Regions from separate parts of the Rattus norvegicus genome. Here region 1 is linked to region 2. Evidence: chromatin contacts called from public Hi-C data. All regions are on one chromosome and are shown on one strand. Each heading gives the region's core, a stretch centred on a gene start, on an enhancer-like site or on the middle of the called end of the contact. The rest is flanking DNA. Distances are from core to core; before and after follow the strand shown. Region 1 holds the start of Mettl21a (methyltransferase 21A, HSPA lysine). Region 2 overlaps Dytn (dystrotelin).

Region 1 (4,919 bases), core at 888-3,387, 910 kb after region 2:
GGCCAGCTTCATCTAAGAAACTTCATTTCCTACTGTATCACAGCACATTTCCATGAAGCTTACAAAACTATTCTGGAAGAAATAACGTAAATCTTGGATTTTTTTCAAGTTCTTAAGGCATGCTACAAAGAAGCATCAAAATGCTCACAGCTGCGAGTCGCTGTCCCACACGGTCCCTGGGCATCAGAAGGTAGGTTTTCACCAAAAGTTTTGGAATTCACACGATGAATGAGCATTTGCTTACAATCTCATCATTTCACGCCCCTCCCCCCACAGCTATATCCTAGGAGTATAACTGAGGTCTATGCCAATTACTCAACAGCTGAAGACAGACCTCATCAGAAGCAGAAAAGCAATCATCCTTTCAAATCCTGAAAAACTGAAAACGGGACGTCAGTTTTGGGCTGTCTACACATTCTGTGCGTGGTATCCTAATGAGTGCCCAGTGCAATCAGGCCCCTGCTTTCTTTTCAGTCTTCCGGTCCTCATTGGGCATCTAACTACTGATCATCGCACTTCCCTCAGCTCTGCAAAGTGCAGTGTTTGTAAGGGGGCAAAGGGGACGACTGGTGGGCAAGGACATGCAGGGGCCATAGTGTCATAACGTAAATGACGTAATGGATGAACTACCATGAATGTGCTGAACGACCCAATGTTTCTGCAGACTTTACATGGGTGGAGAGTAGATATGAATCATGTCTCAAGAAAGCCATCGATTTTCTTTTTAGAATACAGTCTTGTTTTCAAAGGCCCTGTGGTGCTGACTTACCGCATCCCAAACCACTGCAGCCACTCCCAGTCGCCCCCAGTCCTGACGGATCTGGATGGTGTGGTTTGCAAACGAGAAGGTGGCAAGAGGCTTATGGAGTTTCTGGAGCCCTATTGACATGCTCTCCTCATACGGTACCAGGGCCATTTCTTCTAACTCTGCTGAGACCTGTCGTGCAAAAAGAATCCTGAGTGACACCCGAGTCAGAAGTTGGGCTGCCTCTTAAGTAACTTGAAAAGCTGCTGAAGCTATTGCAAGTTCAAAGTAAGAAACAGGTTGAGGTGCGTCCGATGTCTTCAATAGCTTTTCCTCTGAGTCCTATGGGAAGTGAAACTAGCTCTGAGTTGGTGTTAATTAATAACTGAGAGGGAAACACCTAGACATCTCCAACTCCTGAGGCACCCGTTAGGAGCCTCATAAAGGCACACAAAGTGACAGTGACGGCCCCGGGAACCTGATCTGTCCGGACTCGGCTCCCACATTTTTTTATTTTGTTTGTTTGGTCCTCCAACCTACATCTCCACGTGCGGCTAGGACAAAGGAGTCAAATGTATACTTCGGCTAACTCTTAACGGTTCGCCCTGCCTTTTAACCCTAGATGGCTCCCTATGGCAGAGTGGAGTCATTTTGGGAACCGGAGTCGACGATACTGGTCAACAACGCGCGGGACAAAAAGCACAGTTGCGGGACTCCCCGTCCCGCACGCCACCTCGGTGCGTGCTTTCCTGATGCCCACGAAAGAGTCCCGAGAACCCGGAGCAGGTGGAAGCAGGACTCCGCAGGGACTCCTTGGGGACCCTCGGGTGGACGCTCGGAGCCGACACAGCCCGCAGGCCAGCCAGCGGCGCCACCAATATGGATGCTCACGGTTCCGAGAGGTTACGCGCGCCGCGCAAGCGCACTAACCTTACCTCGTCGCTTAAAGGCCAGATTGGCAGAAGGCAGGCGGAAGCTGGTCCGGGAAGGGAGACGCGGGTTTCCGGTCCGCTTTTCCAGAAGCGCTGCTTCCCCCTAACCCACGCCAGGTGGTTCCTGTCTACGTAGGGCCCCACAGCTGTAGGGCGCCAGGGAGGGCGAGTGCGCAGAGTTGTGGGTGCCTTGCGAGGGAGAAACGCCACCGCCTTGCACCGGCTGAGCTCTTGGTTCGATCTTGCGGTTAGCCGGCAACGTTGGCTCCCACGGATGCGGAGCAAAGTAGAGTACTAAGCGGAGTCACCGCGTTCGGTGGCCATGAAGTGGGAAAATCACCACTGAGCATCTCTAACCAAGGCGCGGGTGGGGAGTAGACGTGCGGCGCCCAGGCCGGGTTTTGAACCGAACCACGTGCAGCCGACTCCGGCGCTCGCGTCGCTCCACGCCCACACCCAGCCGGCGGAAGCGGCCACCTTTCTTTTTTTTTTTTTTTTTTTTTTTTTCCCGGAGCTGAGGACTGAACCCAGGGCCTTGCGCTTGCTAGGCAAGCACTCTACCACTGAGCTAAATCCCCAACCCCTTTCTAAACCCTGCCCTTCAGCCCTGGCTGCAAACCCCCGCCCCCGGACCTGGCCACCCGAGGATCTCCGCGTGTCGGGCCATGGACCCCCGGGTCCCACGCCTCTCCCAGCCGGCAGGGGGCGCGCCTGTCCTCTGCATTCCAGCACAGCTGCGGGAGACTGGGGACAGGTGACCTGCAGTAAACTGAAGACCAGTAAGAGTCCCTTCCTCAAGTTACTGAGTTTTGTGTTTGGGTCTTTTCTTCCTCTCCATTTTTCCCTTAGTAAGTTTTCTCCTTACTTGCTCCATGGATCTGTGCTGTCACGGCCTCTCAGCTTCCTCTTTTCCTTTTCCTATAAAATCTCACTTTTTTTGCACCAGTAGAGTTAATCCGATTTCATCAGTAAATACGCACAAGTGAAAAGGTCACAGCCCATTGATATGTAGTTACTAGAAGAAGAAATACCTTTCTTCCGTGTATTTTCTGCCTCATTTTTTTTGGGGGGGGGGGGGCTACACTAGGCACAAGAAAGTGCAGGCTTTGAGGCCAGAAAAACGTTCAAAAATTTAAATGGGTTGACTTCCCCAGATTCCTGGGATCTAGCTAGCCATTCTGTCTTCCTACTCTCCAGTTTTCCACTGAAAATGTATACACACACAGGAGAGGATTACATACATTTAAAACTTCCCGAAGCTCTCCAGCACACTGCCAACAAGAGTATTTGCAATATTACAATTACTTACAGTATTCTTTTTGCTCCCAGTGTTGTAATTATTAGTGACTTGCTCAGCAAAGGCACACGTACATTTAGGAAAATCAACGTCTATAGCAGTGTAGACATTAAAGAGAATGCAAACAGAAGCCACTGGTGAGCCTCTAAATACGTGAGAAAAAAACTTATTTAATCCTTGGGGTGGGGAGGTGGATGAGCATTTGTGAGAATACATATTTAAGCGCTCAGCCTGCTACGTGCCTGTCTTTAGTGCCCCTTTTCAGGGATTCTCATATCCTTAGTTCATACTCAACTGTACAAATCGCTCTGACGATCAGAGCATGCGTGAAAGCCTCTCACAACCGTGCAGTTGCTCCTTTCTCACTACTCCAGGACTTTGTTTTGTTTTGTTTTAAAACAGGGTCTCTCTTCTTTACACAGCCTTGGCTGTCCTGGAACTCACTACATCGACTTCGAACTCAGATCCACCTGCCTCTGACTCCCAAGTGCTGAGATTAAAGGTTGTGTGTGTCATCAAGTCTAGTGAAGACTTGTGTCTCATCATTCAGGAGCTCTTTAGCACCAGGTCTCCAATTGGAGCTTCACAACTGAAAGGGATTGAGAAAAGAAACCTTTGTAATCATGGGGAACCGGGCGTGTGGCAGCATTACTTAGGTGGCGCTCGTACAGGGGTGCTAACAAGTTGAGAGTCTTTCGATGCGAGGGAGAGGAGCTGGAGAGACGGCTTGGTGGTGGAGAGCATCTGTTGCACGTTCAGCACCCACATAATGCCTCGCCAACATCCAAGACTCCATCTTAAGTTCCAGGGACCCAATATCCTCTTCTGGTCTCTGTATGCACCAAGCAGTGCACATACATATGTATACTCAAAAGTCATACAAAATTAGAAATTATTAGAAAAGTTTAAATGAGGTACATGTTTTAGTGTAGGTGTTGTGCTGCTTAGCAAGGTATATTTGGAGACCCTCAAAGCTTGTAAGATCTTCCTTATCCTCTTGACTCCCAAGTGTCAGTGTCAGCTATGAGGACTCAGCTCCTTAACCACGGTGGAGCTCTAAGGACTGAGAGGACGTTTTGTGAGCAGCTTCCTTTGATTTTGGTTGTTCAGTTCTCTTTCAGGCAGGTTCTCCCTCTATAGCCTGGCCTTGTCTTGAATTCATGACAATCCTCCTACCTCAGCTTGCTGAGTGAGACTATATGTGTGAGCCTACCTGGCCTTCCTTTCAGTCTTGCTGAGGATATGCAGAAGGGTCTACTTTTCGAATTGTCTGAGGAGGATTCTAAAGTATATTTAAATATAATGATTATGCTTTTTCCTTCTAGAAAGAGGCTCCTTTCTGTGGTCCTTTCCTGGATATTACAAAACAGATAGGAAACAAGCTTGGTGCCCCCTCCAGACATGTAGCCTCCTTGTGCACTTTCACAGAGTGATGGCTGGCTGTCTTCCTGCACACTCTGGGTAGGCTACATACAAACGGGCCAGAGGTGGTTATCTGACAGTGAAGGAGTTCAGGGAATGCCTCATTAAAGTGGAAAGTCTGGGAATGGTATTTTCTACTGAGGTTACCAGAGGCTTTCCCTCCTCCCTCTCACAGCTTGCCCTCAACACTTCCTCCCTCAACGAGGCCTGTGCTCCTGTTACTCTCCGTAGTCCAGGATCCTCTCTTAAGTTTCCAGGTCTCATAAGACTTAGGGGTATTCATTTTCCTTTCCTCTGGTTCACCCGTGCATAGAATAAAAATGCCTTTTCTTTTGTTAGTCTACTGTCAGCTTGTTCAAAGACACGATTATTAAATATAGATAAGTGGGAAGTTCCCTCCCGGCTGCTCACTTGCTGCTCGCCCCCGTGTGTGCGAGCGCGTGTGCATGTGGGGGGCGGGGGAGGAGAGGGTGGGGTATGTGTGTGTACAGCTGCATGTGTGCCATGCCACCTCTAGAATTCA
Region 2 (5,100 bases), core at 1,531-4,030:
GTCACACGTGCTGCTGGATGAGGCCGGGTCTCTCTGTTTCAGCTCCTAGCAAACTCCAGCACGGTGCATTTTCTTTCACCCTGATTCTAAGTGTACATGCACTCGCTGACAAGCAATGATGCTCCTGAGAAGGATGAGAGCAGGCTATCCCGAGAAGGATGAGAGCAGGCTATCCCGAGAAGGATGAGAGCAGGCTATCCCCAGAAGGATGAGAGCAGGCTATCCCGAGAAGGATGAGAGCAGGCTATCCCGAGAAGGATGAGAGCAGGCTATCAAAATGATGACTTGTAGGGTTGGGGAAAAGTTCAGTAGGTAGACTGCTCCCTTGCAAACACTAGGATCTCAGTGTCAATCCCAAACCCTTCATTTAAATAGCTCAGTGAGGTGGCACGTACCTTCATCCTGGCACTGAGAGAGACAGAGCTGCGGCTTGCTGAATAGCCAATACTTTACTTGGCAAGTTTCAGGCCAGTTGAGAGATAACTATCTCAAACTAGGGGAGGGGGCACTGGAGAAATGGCTAAATGGTTAAGAGCACTGGGTTCTTCCAGAGCACCTGGGTTCAAGTCTCAGAACCCTGGCAGCTCAAAAGCATCTGCAACTCCAGTTCCACAGGATCCAATGTCCTCTTCTAGACTTCATGAGCACCAGACATGAATGTGACACACAGAAATATATGCAGACAAAACACCCAAACACATACAAATAAATAGGTACAACCTTTTTTTTTTTTAAGGAAAAAAATGTGGACAATGTATAGAGAATAACACTTTGAAGTTTTTCACTTCCTCCATATTGACATGTGGATGTGCCCCAAAGCACATGGGCATCTGCACACATATGATATATATATATATATATATATATATATATATATATATATATATATATACATACATATACACACACACAAAATTTATAGTTTGCATCAGGAGTGGTAGGAATACATCTGTAATTTCAGCACGGAATACGTGAAAGAAAATGGGTGGCTAGTTAAGAAGCCAGCATGGGCCACGCAGTGAATTCAAGGCCAGCTTTGGATACATTCCAGAGTAGAGACTCAAAAGGCAAAGCAAGACGACAGAACCAAATGTAATGATTACTTGGAGGAAAATGACTGGGGACGCCTTTACCACTTAGTGTAGGAGAATGGAAGAATGGGAAATCTCATCTACAGCGTAAGTCTGGTTTTACCCACACTGAAGTGTGAAGCGCTCTCTCACAAGGCAGTTACTCAAACAGAATCTTCTAAGGCCCTGATGCCTTTGCTTGCAGGAGCAACTACTTCAGTGGCCACTACGTGGCGCTGTTGCCTCTTAGTTCTCCGCGTAAAGGCTATAGAAAGTAATTTAATCTCTACTCTATTCCAATCCGTGCCCTCCACAGGGGCTTTAGCATGAAATCTGCTGCCGGGCCTCATGAATACTCCAAGCACTGAGAATTAGCAGCTGTTGAGTTCTCAGACTGTGTCTCTCCTCCTCCAAGACCCAGAGAAAATCCCAGAAGGAGAAAGGATGTCAGAGCAAGAGAAGGGGATGGAGGGGTAGACCACCATCTTCCAGGTCGACAGTCTGCACTCGAACTCTGGTACCCATGACTACCCGCACAGGAGACCTATTTAAAATTGGCCCCACCAACATTTCATCGCCAGAGGAAGAGAGATTCTCGAGACCCCATGCCTCCCTGAAGATCTATATTCGGTTAAAGGTTGCTAGAGGGTGAGAAAGAAAAAGACACGAGCCAGGAAAGTAGAAACAGGACTGTGGAAAAGGAAAGGGGTAGCAGGAGCAATACGGGACCAGAGAAGGTAATACGGTGAATAGTGATGGAAATATATGAACGTATGAAAATGCTTTAATAAACCCATTATTATTTATAATTAATACATGGTAATAAAAATAAAAACCTGTGGCTATAATCAATGCTGGCTGTGGCAGCAGCACCCACACCACGCACCTGGCCTGCCCGTGGCTACTACCTGAGTCCCCTGAAGCCAGCTGGTCCAGCAGCCACTGCCTCCCCACAGCTCCTGCCCTGTGGTGTCTCAGGGGCAGGTTGTTCCTGAGGCTCCTGAAGAGGAGTTTTGTATTCTCTGTTGCTGACATCTGTGGAAATGAACAATATTGAAAGGGGCCCTGAGGGGTAGACAAGATGGCTCAGTGGGTAACCTAACCACCCAAGTTTGACCCTCTATCCATATGATGCAAAGAAAAAACTGATGCCCACAAATTGTCCTCTGACTTCCACGTGTTGGCTGCTGGCACACACGCACATCTGCATGCAAATGAATAAAAGACATAAAAATCAAGCCAGTAAAAAATTGAAAGGGCCTCAGATCCTTTCCTTATGCATTGGTGGCGACATGGTGCATGATGAAAGCGTTGGTAACTATTGCTTCTGTTGTTGGTGATTGGGAGAAATAATCTTCCTTGCTCCTTGAATTTCTTCATATCCTTCATGCATAAACCTGCGTCTAGCACAGGTCTCCATGCTGAACCCCCACCTGCTTCAATAAGTAACTGCTGCTTAAAGAGACTGGGGATTCTGTAAGAAGGGACCACATCAGACTGAGTTTATGGTCGCTAACATTTGGAGATGTGGGTTCCTTTAAGAACAAGGGCGGAACGCCCTTCCCGGTTTGCTACTGTATACAATTTCAGTAGATAGTGGATATCCCGAAACCCACCCATCTCGCCCACCTAAGCAACTTCAGGGAAAAGATACAAAAATATTCTATTTGCAGTCTCCAGCTCTTGAGAGTTAATGTCTATTAACACGATGACCACACGATGTCACTATAACACCATCAAATCGCAGGCTTCCAGGGAGCAGTTGAGCAAGGCTGCGCTCCGGGGGGGGGGGGGGGGGGGGAGTATTTGGAAAACTTCAGGCGCGTGCGCTTCCTGAGTGGCCCTTGATCTTGAAGAGAGAATCAGAAAGAACCGGAAAGCTGCCTTTGGTGAAGGCACTCCGACCTCAGCCGTCACTGCAATGACCTTTGAGAGAAACTTCGTTGTACAGATTCGCCGGAAATCAGTGGTTAAAAAGACAATGTTTTCTCCCTCCTTAGGCACCCCAACTGCCACCCACCCCCATAAGAACAGCAAATTGTGTTCGCATTATATTTTTCTTTCTTCTTAGAATTAAGTGCATTTGTTGGTCACTAATGATTTTCTTTGAAAGTATCAAGAGTTATAAAGTTTTACTTAGGTTTTTTTTTCTTCTTTTTATCCCAAAGGGAAAGGAAAATGTACTTTAAATTTCGGACCCAGGGAAAGTCATATTAAAACCTTTCTGAAGGAGAACCACAGCTAGACACTTTACTGTGTTGTTTCCACCAAATCAACACCCTTATTCTTCCTTATCCATCCCAGTTGCTAACGCCTGATTCTACTAACTTTGACAGATGTTTCCTATCGCTTGAGATCAATGGTACACTGTAGCCCATTAAGCCTTTTCTTGTTCCCCAAAGCATTTATAAAAGCTGAGATGTAAAAAAGCACATTTATGTTTAATCTCACGGCACGTGTCAATCATAGAAAACAACGGACGTCATTATGACTTTCTACTACAGTACCTACTACTCCTCGGTCACACAAGAGCCTTGTTACACTGAGAAAAGTTGGCAGTTGAGCTGGCCCTTTACAGTCTTAAGGGTTAACTGACAGAAGGAAAGTTTGTTTTTAATTGGTTATTTTATTTATTTACATTTCAAATGTTGTTTCCCTTCCCAGTCACCCATTTGCAAACCCCATCCCTCCCTCCATTGTCTTTGCCTCTAAGAGGGTGCTCCCCTACCCACCCACTCCTGCCTCACCGCTCCAGCATCTCCCTAAACTGGGGCATCAAGTCTCCACAGGACCAAGGGCCTCCCCTCCCACTGATGTCTGACAACGCTATCCTCTGCTGTATATGCAGCTGGAGCCAAGGCCCATCCATGTGTACTCTGGTTGGTGGTTTAGTCCCTGGGAGCTCTGAGGGGTCCGGTTAGTTGATATTGTTGTTCTTCCTATGGGGTTGCAATCCCCTTCAGCTCAGAGGGAAAGGTTTTAAAATGAAATGTCTTGTAAGGATGGGGGCAGTGAAATTTTTTTCCACACTGCCTTAGATGTTACCTGGACACAGTCCTCCATCACAGTGTGTGACTTCTGGTGAGATTTTTTGTGGAGACCAGATAAGAAACACAGCTCGCAGATGTCAAAGTCGAGGCACTTTAGACAACGGTATCTGCCAATGGAAATGGAAGCACAGCTTACATCACTAGGAGAGCAAACAGCTGATATTCAAGTAGAGAACGAGTACCCCCAAACATATGGGGAGTGCCTTCTTAGCCTTACAAAATTTTTATGTAACTTTGAAAATTTGTTAACACACTAAATGGGAAGGCAACAGAGGGTACCAGGTAGAAAAGATAAGGGTCTTTAATCAAGATTATTGGATGAGCCATCCGGCATGGTAGACAGCTACAGTGAATTGTCTGGACAGTATGCTAACTACCCTTGTGTGTGTTCCTTCATGTTCTGAAATCATCTTCAGAGACACAGAAAGACAGCTGAGTGGATAATACAACGGTTTGTTGATAATTTTAGCAAAGTGTATTCTACCATCTCATCTCAGTCGTACACAACTTATTTTTTACAGAGCATAAATGATAACCCATCTCTCTAGAACTTAATTCCTATAGTAGGGACAACATTTGATCTTTCTGCTTTGTCTTCCCCCTCCCTCCCTTCCTCCTTCCCTCTCTCCCTCTCCTTCTCCCTCTCCTCCCTCTCCCTCTCTCCCTCTTCCTCCCCCCTCCCTCCCCCTCTCTCTCCTTCTTTCTTTTTCCTGTTTTTCCACACACTGCTTCTCTGTGTGTCCTGGCTGTCTTAGAACTCAGGCTGTAGATCAGGCTGGTCTGTACCTGTCCCCCTAGTGCTTAGATTAGAGGCATGAGCCACCACCACACAGCCATGATATCTCGTTTTCTTACTTGTTTGTTTGTTTGTTTGTTTGAGACAGAGTCTCTCTGTATAGCCCTGTTTTTCTTGAAGCTTACTGTGTGAGGTGCTGGCATCCAGAGTTTCCCTCTCCCTCCCAAGTGCTGGCATTGAAGGT

Evidence for each region. Hi-C and Micro-C count contacts between places; a contact is called where the count stands out from the background.
Region 1: a contact with region 2 is called in a Hi-C map of the A7r5 cell line, with 8 times the contacts expected there. The contact joins the promoter of Mettl21a here to the enhancer-like site in region 2. A contact is called at or near these places in 5 of 12 Hi-C or Micro-C datasets (the A7r5 cell line, the Rat2 cell line, Schwann cells and 2 more).

What each region holds. Positions count from the first base shown.
Region 1 is chr9:73,479,202-73,484,120 of GRCr8, forward strand. It overlaps Mettl21a (methyltransferase 21A, HSPA lysine), which reads right to left and starts at 2,138. Exons shown (of 4, transcript NM_001399451.1): 1 at 1,681-2,138; 2 at 770-937. The coding sequence starts at 916.
Region 2 is chr9:72,565,276-72,570,375 of GRCr8, forward strand. It overlaps Dytn (dystrotelin), which reads right to left. Exons shown (of 15, transcript XM_003750707.4): 8 at 4,116-4,227; 9 at 1,957-2,105. Among named protein-coding and RNA genes, the nearest start is that of Dytn, 25 kb to the right of the region's middle. Within about 2 kb of position 2,781, at least 1 of the 93 cell types and tissues checked has an H3K27ac peak or open chromatin away from gene starts, as enhancers often do. A contact at or near this core is called in the A7r5 cell line, where this site is marked.